Linked DNA regions of Sus scrofa: region 1 is linked to region 2. A link is a contact called in public Hi-C data. All regions are on one chromosome and are shown on one strand. Each heading gives the region's core, a stretch centred on a gene start, on an enhancer-like site or on the middle of the called end of the contact. The rest is flanking DNA. Distances are from core to core; before and after follow the strand shown. Region 1 holds the start of RRAS (ras-related protein R-Ras). Region 2 holds the start of CYTH2 (cytohesin 2).

Evidence for each region. Hi-C and Micro-C count contacts between places; a contact is called where the count stands out from the background.
Region 1: a Hi-C map of liver shows a contact between it and region 2, with 4 times the contacts expected there. The contact joins the promoter of RRAS here to the promoter of CYTH2 in region 2. A contact is called at or near these places in 1 of 5 promoter capture datasets (liver) and 1 of 47 Hi-C or Micro-C datasets (liver).

The regions. Positions count from the first base shown.
Region 1 is chr6:54,681,423-54,686,353 of Sscrofa11.1, forward strand. It overlaps RRAS (ras-related protein R-Ras), which reads right to left and starts at 3,292. Exons shown (of 6, transcript XM_003355998.3): 1 at 3,102-3,292; 2 at 1,131-1,218; 3 at 921-1,023; 4 at 713-821. The coding sequence starts at 3,254. SCAF1 (splicing factor, arginine/serine-rich 19) reads left to right here and starts at 3,915. Exons shown (of 12, transcript XM_003127346.5): 1 at 3,915-4,346. The coding sequence starts at 4,290.
Region 2 is chr6:53,866,923-53,872,440 of Sscrofa11.1, forward strand. It overlaps CYTH2 (cytohesin 2), which reads left to right and starts at 2,553. Exons shown (of 12, transcript NM_001144120.1): 1 at 2,553-2,571; 2 at 3,417-3,564; 3 at 3,663-3,729; 4 at 5,252-5,370. The coding sequence starts at 2,553.

The DNA.
Region 1 (4,931 bases), core at 2,042-4,541, 820 kb after region 2:
GCTTGATTGAAAAGATGAGTTCTGGGGAGTTCCCGTCATGGCTCTGCAGAAACAACCTGCCTAGCGTCCAGGAGGACGCAGGTTCAAGTCCTGGCCTTGCTCAGTGGGTTAAGGAGCTAGCATTGCCGTGAGCTGTGGTGTAGGTCGCAGATTCAGCTCAGATCTGGCGTGGCTGTGGCTGTGGCGTAGACCAGCAGCTGTAGCTCGGACTGGACCCCTAGCCTGGGAACCTCCATATGCCGCAGGTGCGGCCCTAAAAAGACAAAAGTTTAAAAAGAGAAAGTTCTGGGTGGAAATCACATAGTTTGCGTGTAAAAGGAAGTGGTGGGAGGGAGAAGGGACAAGACCACGGTGGGTGTCAGGGGCCAGGTGGCAGAGCTGGGGTGCTGGGGCACGAGGGAGCAGCAGGAGTGGGAGGCCGGGGCCAGAGTTCTGGTGGGAATGAGAGGAGGGGAGGGGACAAAGCTGGGGCTGGGTGACCCTGGGGGGAGGTGCCCTCTTTTCCATCCAGTCCCTGCCTCGTGGGCATGACAACTCCTGTGTGCAATGCTGGGGGCTCAGAAGGTCTGACATGGGGCAATACATCTATGGGGTATGTGACAAGGGACCACAGGAGCCAGAGGAGGATGCTGACATGAGGTGGGCCCAAAGGAGCCTCCCACGCTGAGAGGGGGTCCCGGGAGGGCGAGGCGGGGGTGGGGGTGTCCCAGACCTGACGCTGTGTCTCCAGATCTGCCTTGTTCCCGACCAACACGATGGGGAAGTCATCTCGGTCCTTGACTCGGAGGATCTGCGTGAAGAGCTTGCCCACCTCGTTGAAACTGCGGATGAAGCCGCAGGTCAGCAGCTGGGCCCCAGTGCTCCCCGCTGACTCCGCCACCTCCCCCCCCCATCTCCCCCGACCCCCAGACAACACCCACCTCTGCCGATCATTAATGGCAAACACCAGCAGGAAGCCGTGGCCGGCGCGCATGTACTGCTCTCGCATGGCACCGAACTCCTCCTGGCCTGCGGTGTCCAGGACTGCAGATGGGGAGAGGGGGCCTCCATGGGGACCAGGCTCCCGCCAGCCACCCCCACAAGCCCGCAGCCCGGCCACCCTCCCACTCCATCTCCCCTGCCACCCTCACTGTCCAGCCGGGCCGGGACGCCATCCACGGTGCAGATCTTGGTGTAGGAGTCTTCAATAGTGGGATCGTAGTCAGACACGAAGTAGGACTGGAGTGGGGGGGGTGGAGAGGACGCTTTACTACAGGGTCCCAGCAGGGATGATGGAGGCCTGCCTCCCTTATCCCCTGTGCTCCCCAGGCCCCTCTCTCCAAGGGGCTCCCGGCCCCATCCCTCTTTTTGATATAAAGTTGCATTTCCCGAGTCGGGATGATGCCCTGGCTATGCGGCATTGAACACATCACTCCCCCTCTAAATCACTGCCCCTCTCCTGACCCCGATTTTCTCCCTGGGGAAATGAAGATCAAAAGAGTGCTACCCTCAACCCAGTGTGTGAGATTCAGGGAAAATCCTCGTTAAGCATTTCATATCGTCTGCGCATAGTAGGCGCTCAGTCACTGGGACCTTTTGCCATCCAGCATATCTGCATGTGTTCTTCCCCCTTTCTTCCCTCTTTTTTTCTTCCTCCTCCTCCTCCTCCCTCTCCCCCTCCCCCTGGGCAGCTTCCAGTGTCTCCTCCCAGGGGAAGATCCCGGTTCCAATCCGGCTGCTGAGACGCTGCCCCGCCCGCAGGCGGGGCCCCTCCCTTCCTGCCTGGGTCCCGGCCGCCTCCATCCAGGCCCTGGGCCAGCTTTGGGTCTGCCCCTGGGTGCAAGGGGCCCAGGGCTTGGGGCCTTTCTCTACCCAGACAGGAGCTCCCATGCACGCGCTGTCTGGGGTCTCTTCAGGGGTCTGGGGCCCAGGGACCTCAGGGGTGGCATCCCTGGAGCAGACACCTTTCTAGGGTTTCTCCCAGGTGGGAGAGTTTCCCCTGGGGAAAGGGGTGGAAGTTTCCTGGGCAAGGGTGGATTTTCAGAAGAGAAGGGGTGATCTGGCAGCTGCTGGGGGTCCGAAGGCTGCATCCTGCCTGTCGTGGAGGGTGCTTGGTAAGGGGCAGTGCAGGGGCCTGGCCCTGGGGGGTTTAGGGGTGTGTCTGCAGAGTAAACCGGGAGAAGCTCAGGTGGGCGAACTGGGGGCTGGAGAGCATGGGGGAGGGTTGTCATAGAATATAAGTACATGTCTAGAGAGTCGTAGAGACCTGGAGATACATTTAAGAGGTCAGAGAAACTCCAAAGGAGCAGGTCTTTCTGGAGGTGTCAAGACTCTGGGGGCTTCTTCCATGGAAATGATCTGGGGGCTAACCAGAATTTCTGAGAGGGGCTCAGGAGATCAGAGTGGAGGAAAACTCACGACGGAGGAGTGGATGGTTTTCCTTGAGGAAGGGTAGGGGTCTGGATCTGGTGGGATGGGGGATCCCCAGAACTTGGAGTCTTAGTGGGAATGGCCAAGGGGCAGGATCTTTTTGCAGTCTCTTGGGTCTGAGGGGGTCTCCCTGAGGACAGGGGTGGGATGGAGTCCTAGATGGATCTCAGGGGCCAAGTCTGGGCATAATTTCTACTTTCTGGTGGAGGTCTCTGAAGGGGCTAAACAGCCAGGTTGGGGTAATGTCAAGGGCATTCTCCCAGTTACTGAGCGGCTCAGAGGGGAAGCTGAGGTCAGGGATTTGGGAGAGGTAGGGCTCAGGGTGCGAGGAGGTGGCCCCGAGCGGGGTGGGGGCCCATGAGAATGCTTAGGGTCTAAATGGGTTGACTCTTCTGGATTTAGGGTGCTCCCAGGAGGCATCCAGGGTCAGGTCAGCAGAGGAGCGGGGCTTTGGATACTTGGGGTAGGGGTGGTGGGTCTCAGGATACAAGGACAGGAGGAAGGTCCCTCATGTAGGGGGTGGAGGCCCTGAGGGGCTCAGGGTCACATCTGAGGGGACATTTTTAAGATTAGAAAGCCTCATAAGAGGGTCTCAGTGATGGATGGAGGGGAAGCCGGAGTCTTGGGGATCCCGCCAAGGGCTCAGGTCTGGGTGGGTCCCGGGGGCACCCCCCGGGGTGAAGGTCCACTACCTGGATGAACTGGATGGTCAGCGCGCTCTTGCCCACGCCGCCGCCGCCCACGACCACCAGCTTGTGTGTCTCGCTGGGTGGGGGGTCCCCGGGTCCCGGCCCCCCGCCCCGGGGCCGCCCCCGCCCTGTCCCGGACGCCGCCCCGCTGCTCATGTCGCTGCCGCTGCCGCCGCTACCGCCTGGGGCGGGGGGGGGGACCGGGCGGGGCCTAGGGGCGGACCACGTTAATAAGGGTACTGCATAAACATGAGCTCCAGCAAGAAGGGCTCCTTACTTGGGACACTTAGAGGCAGGCAAGACCTGGGAAAAGGAGGAGCTATGCTAATACGGATAGGAGTACGGCTGTCGCTGAGAAGGGGAATTCCGAATGGGGCGGGAACATGCTAATGAGAGAACTGTGCTCACCCCGAGCAGCGCCACGCGCTCTCGGCTGGCGGGCCGGGGGGGCGGAGCCATGCTAATAAGAGTTCTTATTCTCTTCGTAGACGGGTCCGGAAAATCGTTCGGGGTGGGACTATGTAAATGAGAAACCCTGTGTTGCAGCTAGCTTCTCAGGGTACCGTCCCCGAGGCCTTGTTCTAGTAGGCGGGGCTTGAGTCTTGCGCACGCGGCCGTATATAGGCGCGCTCTGAGGAAGGAGCGAGTCCTGAGGGGAAATTAACCTCTGTCCTGGGACCCAAGCCAAGCTCCCGACTCTGGCATCTGGGTTGGGTGATGGAGGCTCCGCCCGCTACGGGACCCAGGCTTCCGGTTCCCGCTGTCCCAGCCTAGCGGAAGACAGACTGGGAGGGGAGATGGGGCCCTGGAGGGGGGCCAGCGGGTAACCGGGAAGGGAGGGGCCGTGAGATCACTGCATTCCTAATTCATGAGCCAGCTCGCCCAAGCGGGGACGCCTGGGTTATGAAGGGTCTAGGGTCAGGATTTCCGAGTCTTGAAGGAGGAGAAAGCCCAGGACCCAGACCCCTGGGTCGCAAGGAGAGATTGTGACTGGAGGTTTGGACTCCTGGGTCCTGGAAGGAGGAGTTCTGGAGGTCCTTGCTTCTAGATTGCTGAGGGCCCGGACTCATCGGTCCGAGGGCTGAAGGAGCGGGGGGACCCAATATTCTGGATCCGAGGGAATTGGAATGGGGTACCCGAACCCCTGTGTTCGCGTAAGGCGTTTGAGACCAGGAATGGTCTGAGGGAGGCATGAAGGCCCGACTCCTGGATCTAAGAGGAAGGAGGGCTCGGACTTCTGAGGGAAATGTGAGTCCGGACCCCTCGGCTCTGAGAGGAATCGGATTTGGATTTTTCTGTTGTAAATGAGGAGGAAGCTGTAGGGCCGGGCTTCTTGGTTCTAAATTTAGAGAGAACTTGGGCATCAGGATTCTGGGATCCCCAGAATGTGGGCGGGGCAACTTCCAGCCAGTCCTGCTTCCCCCCCCCCCACGGCTCACTCCGCGGAACTACAACTCCCTTGCACCTGTCAGGCTGAGCGCTCTTTACGGCACTTCCTTTTCCGCTGCTCTTTCCGCGCGCGTGCAGGGCACTATGGGGCTTAATCGCGCGCTACCGCAACCCCGCCCACTTCACCCCTCATCCCCTCGCAGTCCCCGCGCGGCGGAGGCGACGCGCGGACTACGTCTCCCGGCGTACGTCGCGCGCACCCGGCCCATCTGCCCCGTTGACTGCTGGGAAACTGAGTCCGAAGCCTTCCCACCAGCCTTCACGGCACGGTGCTCGGTACTTGAAGTCCCGGCAAGCTCGGCGGCGTTTTAGCTCCTCCTTTCTCCTCCCTTTGCTCGCGAGCCCCGCCCCAGCCCGCCCCGCCCCGCGCCGGGGCCGGAGCCG
Region 2 (5,518 bases), core at 1,303-3,802:
CAGCTGTGGCTTAGGTCTCTGCTGCAGCGTGGAGTCAATCCCTGGCCCAGGAACTTCCACATGCAGGGGGTGTGGCCATACAAATGAAAAAATAAATAAATAAAAAGGGCACAAATTGAGTTTGAGCTAAGTAGAGACCTTTACCAGGATCCAGGAAACTTTGCTCTAAATCCCAGCACTGCTTCAACCGACTGTGACCTTGAGTGAATCGCTCCCCTCTCCTCTGTTGCCCCATCTGTCAAATCGGGATGTGGGAACACATAGTTCTCCAAGGGCTTTTCCACTAGGATGATTCCTTACTTGGCTGAGGGTGGGGTGGGGTTGAGGGGACTGGAGATTCCCGAGCTCTCCTGGGGCTAGAAGGCCTGGCCTTCCAAGGGCACGTGGGATGGGAGATGCTCTCTGAAGCTGGATCTGAACTTGGATGTCCGGCTGATGCGAAGGCAAGGGGGAGTGTGAGTTGCGGCTAATGGCCAGAAGCACTTCCTCTCTGCTGCAGCTGGGGGTGGGGGTGTAGGGGGAGGTACTTCTTTTTTTTTCTTTTCTTTTTAGGGCCACACGGGTGACATATGGAAGTTCCCAGGCTAAGGGTCGAATCACAGCTGCAGCTGCCAGCCTGTGCCACAGCCACAGGAACACTGGATGCAGAATGTCAGGGGAATGTATGTGTTTGGGGGAGACTGTCCCCTAGATTCAATCACTGGGAGCCCTAACAATGTGTCTCGGAGTGTGCTTCTGGGGTGTGAGTCCTTGGATCTGGCCCCTGTCCATGCCGCTATCTACCTAAGTGCCCAGGAGGCTGGGAGCCAGCTGCAAAAGGAGCCGGTGCCAGGGAGGACACGTTCCCACCCCTGTGTCCCAGAATTGAGGGCAGGCACTGTCATTGCCCATCAGCCTGTCCCAGTGCTGCATCAACCCCAGTCCCCCCTTCCGGCTTTCCCACCTCCCTTTATCCTTCTGAATCCCCACCTAATAACCGGATGGGATTAATTAGCTGGCTGCTCCCCCATCTCGGGATGGTTGGGGTAGGTATTGTGGGGCAACGGAAACAGAGGCATGAAGAGGGTGTTAAGTTGGGGGTAAAGGGACAGAAAAAGGGTTCTGCTTGGAAGGAGAGAGGGTGGGATTGGGCCTGGCGCAACCCGGGTTTCCACTCGCTGGGGAGGGCAGGCTTGAGCCACTCATAAAGGTCATTGAGGGGATTAGGAAGGTCCGTGTCTAATCTGTCAGCTTAACCAGGTCCTGGCTGGGAATCTGTCCCCACCTGCCTGGTTCAGGGACGTTGAATGAGGACCAGGCCCAGACAGCACCTCAGACCCAATTAGGGATCTGTCCATGACAGGGCCTGGGGAGCGAGGGAAGAGGCGGTTTTTGCCCAGTTTCTCCATCTGAACCAGGTCCCTGCACCCGTTTTGCCTGCAAGGAAAGGGAATGAGAGGTGGGGGAGGGGAAATGTCCTCAGATGCAGGGCTCGGAGAGGAGGGAGGAGTTTAAGAAGAACAAGACTTTGAGAGGAGGGGAAAGTGAGCTGAGCCGGGTTGGAGAGGACAGTAAGGGGGAGGAATGAAAGGTGGGAGGATGCCGAGGAAAGGGGAGTTGTCCTGGGGCGGGGGTGGTGTAGGGTGGTAAAATAAGGGGAGGAATTCGGGGGAGAGAGGGAGGAAATTGAGAGGCAGCCGGCTCTGGGAAGGCAGAGCCTACGTTTTCACTGTATCTGGCCTTCTCCTATTGTCCCATTCTCCAAGACAGGGACCAAAAAGCTAGCATTTGGAAGAAAGAATGTCTTTTGTTTCACCACTCTTTGACTATGAAGAGGCTGAGGTTGATGGGGAGGCCATGGGAAGGGGTAAGAGATCGGAGGGGCCAGTGCCCAGAGGAAGGAGGCCCAAAGAAAGGTGAGCCAAAGCCGCTCTCGGTTGCATGGCAACCACTGCGGTCAAAAGCCAGCTATGCCTGCTAGGAGATGTGACTCACAGAAACAACCAATGGTTGTGCCCCGCCCCCTGGCAACAAGCCTAATAAGGTACCGCCCCCTAGCAACGTATTGGTGGAGGCGGGGCTCAGTTGAATGGTATCCTAAATGCCCGCAGCCCTTGCGCAGGCGTATTCCTCTCTCTCTTCTCACGCAACTCCTTTCCGAGGCTTCTCATTGGCTTGCAAGCCAGCCAAGTGCTTTCTTTAGTTTCGGAGGCGGGACCCGGTCCCCTGCCAGCATTCCGATTGGCCTCGCAGACCATCTACCTCCTGCCGGACACGGCTATATCTACTCCTTGTGCGTCTATTGGCCGTGGAGGGCGATCCTTTGATATCGGAGGCGGGGCAGGCGAGAAGTCCCGCCGTAGATTGGGCGGTGTCAAAACGAGGGGCGGTCCCTACTGGCGGGGCGGTTGGGAGACGAAGGGAGAGTCTTTTCAGCGCTGAGGACTGGCGCTGAGGAGGCGGCGGTGGCTCCCGGGGCGTTTGAGCGGGCTCACCCGAGCCCGCGGGCCAACGCGGATCCAGGCCCGACCGGCGGGACCGCCCCGGACTCCCCGCGGGCCTTCCTAGCCGCCATGGAGGACGGTGTCTACGGTGAGTCGGGGAGGGGCGGGGCCGGCTGCAAGTGGATGGAGAGTTTCGCCCCGAAGGTTCCGCCGCGAACGTTCTCCCCGTAGCGCGCCTTGCTGAGCCTTTCGGCCCCGTCGTCGCCTTGCTTTTGTGGGGCCTGGGACGCGCTTCCGGCGGGGCTGGAGACTGGGGCGTTCCAGGCCATTGTTTGGGCCGAGCCTGTTTCCGGTGGCGGCGGGAGGGGGTGGGATGGAGCGGTGGAGGCGAGGCCCGGGGCGGAACCATTCCCTCTGGAGGGGCCGGGCGAGCCCAGTGCCTGCTGGGAGCGGGAAGGGGGGCTTCTGGGGGCGGTGGGGTGGGGAGAAATCTTGGGGCCTACCGAGAGCCCGCTAAGGCGGGGGCGGGGGCTTCCGATGCCCCGCCCCCTTCCTTAACTCTTGCCAGCTGTCATCAGCTTCCCCTGCCATAGTTACTTTCCATGGACCCAGGAGTCCGGACACCCAGACCCTCAGCTCCCTCGCCGAGAATGGAGGCAGAAAACCAAGGCCTCAGCCCCCTGTCAAGTAATGGACCGTAGCTCAAGCTTCCAGCCCTTTTTTGCTCCCCGCAGACCTGAGTTGAGGCTCCCAGTCCCCTTCCTCCACCCCCGGACTAAAGAGTTTGGATTCCCAGCCCTTCCATCTCTGGATTGAGGAATCTAGGCCCCCAACCCCTTCTTCCAGCAGACGGAGGAGGCTGGACCCTCATCCTCCCCGAACCTAGACGTCCTGCCCATCCCCCACCCCCACCCCTGTCCTCCCGCAGATGGCAGACATCCGGGTTTGGGGTCCCCAGAACTGACCCCCCCCACCCCCGACCCTCTTCCCCAGAGCCCCCGGACCTGACTCCCGAGGAGCGGATGGAGCTGGAGAACATCCGGCGGCGGAAGCAGGAGCTGCTGGTGGAGATCCAGCGCCTGCGGGAGGAGCTCAGCGAAGCCATGAGCGAAGTCGAGGGGCTGGAGGCCAATGAGGGCAGGTGAGGGCTGGGGCCGGGATCCTGGGGGTCAGGGGGCTTGGCTTGGGCCGGAGATGCACAGGCATTGACCCTCCATCCTGCACTCTCTGCCCCTGCAGCAAGACCTTGCAGCGGAACCGGAAGATGGCAATGGGCAGGAAGAAGTTCAACATGGACCCCAAAAAGGTGCTTGGGACCACAGGGCTGGGATCAGCCAGGAAGACAGACAGGGATTCTGGCATCTCCAGGTAGCAGAGGTGTGGTGGTGGACAGACTCGGGCCTGATCCCTGGATTCAGATATTGGCTGTCCCTCTGTCCCCTGACCTTTGCTTGTGCCTGATCCTCTGCGTGGGAGGTCCTCTTCCCCTTTTTGCTCATATTTCTGGACCCACTTCTTTTTTTTTTTTTTTTTGTTGTTGTTGTTATTGTTGCTATCTCTTGGTTCTTGGGCCGCTCCCGCGGCATATGGAGGTTCCCAGGCTAGGGGTTGAATCGGAGCTGTAGCCACCGGCCTACGCCAGAGCCACAGCAACGCGGGATCCGAGCCGCGTCTGCAACCTACACCACAGCTCACAGCAACGCCGGATCCTTAACCCACTGAGCAAGGGCAGGGACCGAACCCTCAACCTCATGGTTCCTAGTTGGATTCGTTAACCACTGCGCCACGACGGGAACTCCCTGGACCCACTTCTGATGTAATCTGGAGTCCCCAGGAGGAACTCAGTTGAGTCTGGTAGGGAACGTGGACAGGGACATGAGCAAAGGAGGGTTGACAGGTGCCATAACAGAGAGAGAGGTACCAGGGCCATGGATGTTCAGAGCAGGAAGCCTGGTGGCATCAAAGAGGGCTTCCCTGAGGAGGGGGTATTCAGGTCAGGTTTGAAGGATGAATTAGTGTTCCCCGAATGGAAGAAAAATGTTTGTTCATTCATTCTTTCATTTTACGCCCATTTTCTGAGGCCTGCCTGGGGCCCGTCCCTCTGCTAGGCAAGGCCGGGGACCCAGAGAAGACTTTGACCCTGTCTTGCCCTCCAGGAGCCCCTAGACCTGGATACACAATCCAGAGTGAGGTGTAGCCACAGTGGGGATCCTCGTGGCATCAGGAGAGCCAGAAAAAGCCCTAGTCTGGCCTGAGGCCTGGCCCTCACAGCACTTGACTACTAATGGTTTTCCACTTTATTCCTTTTTTCTTTTTTTTTTTTTTTTCCTTTCCATTTTTGGCTGCCCTGGGACATGTGGCCAGGGATCAGATCCAGGCCGCTCTTGTAACCAGTGCTGCAGCTGCAGCAGTGCCGGATCGTTTAACCCACAGTGCCAGGCTGGGGAATCAAACCTGTGTCCTGGTGCTGCAGAAATGCTGCTAATCCTGTTGTGCCACAGCAGGAACTCCCACTTTATTCTGCTTGCCTGAAGTAGTTGTAGTTTGTTCAGTCAACCAGCAAACATTTTTGGAGCTCCTGTTTCTTGCCAGACCCTGCTGGGCTGGGGGGAGTTGGGGAGGGCGGGGCTGGCATTAACCAGGCAAAGGCTATGACGTGGGAGGGATGATGCTAAGTACGGACCTGGGCAAAGCTTGGAAATGAAACTCGGCCCTGCTCTGTTGGGCATGGGGGGTGGGTTCGGAGGCTGAGGGTTCTGAGACTTTGGTGGGAAGTGGCCTGCCCAGCACGCCGGCCCTGAGACCCAGCCCCCACCCCCGCCCACCAGGGGATCCAGTTCCTGGTGGAGGATGAACTTCTACAGAACACCCCCGAGGAGATCGCCCGCTTCCTGTACAAGGGCGAAGGCCTGAACAAGACGGCCATCGGGGACTACCTGGGGGAGAGGTGAGCCCCCACCCCACCCCTACCGCTCGCACCCAGCTCCTGCCCTCGGACTGCCAGCGCCTCCCGAGGAGAGGCCCAGCCGGCTGGACTGGCAAAAGGAACTGACACGGGTCTGGGGGAGCCAGAGACCTTCTGGGGAGCCTGGGGA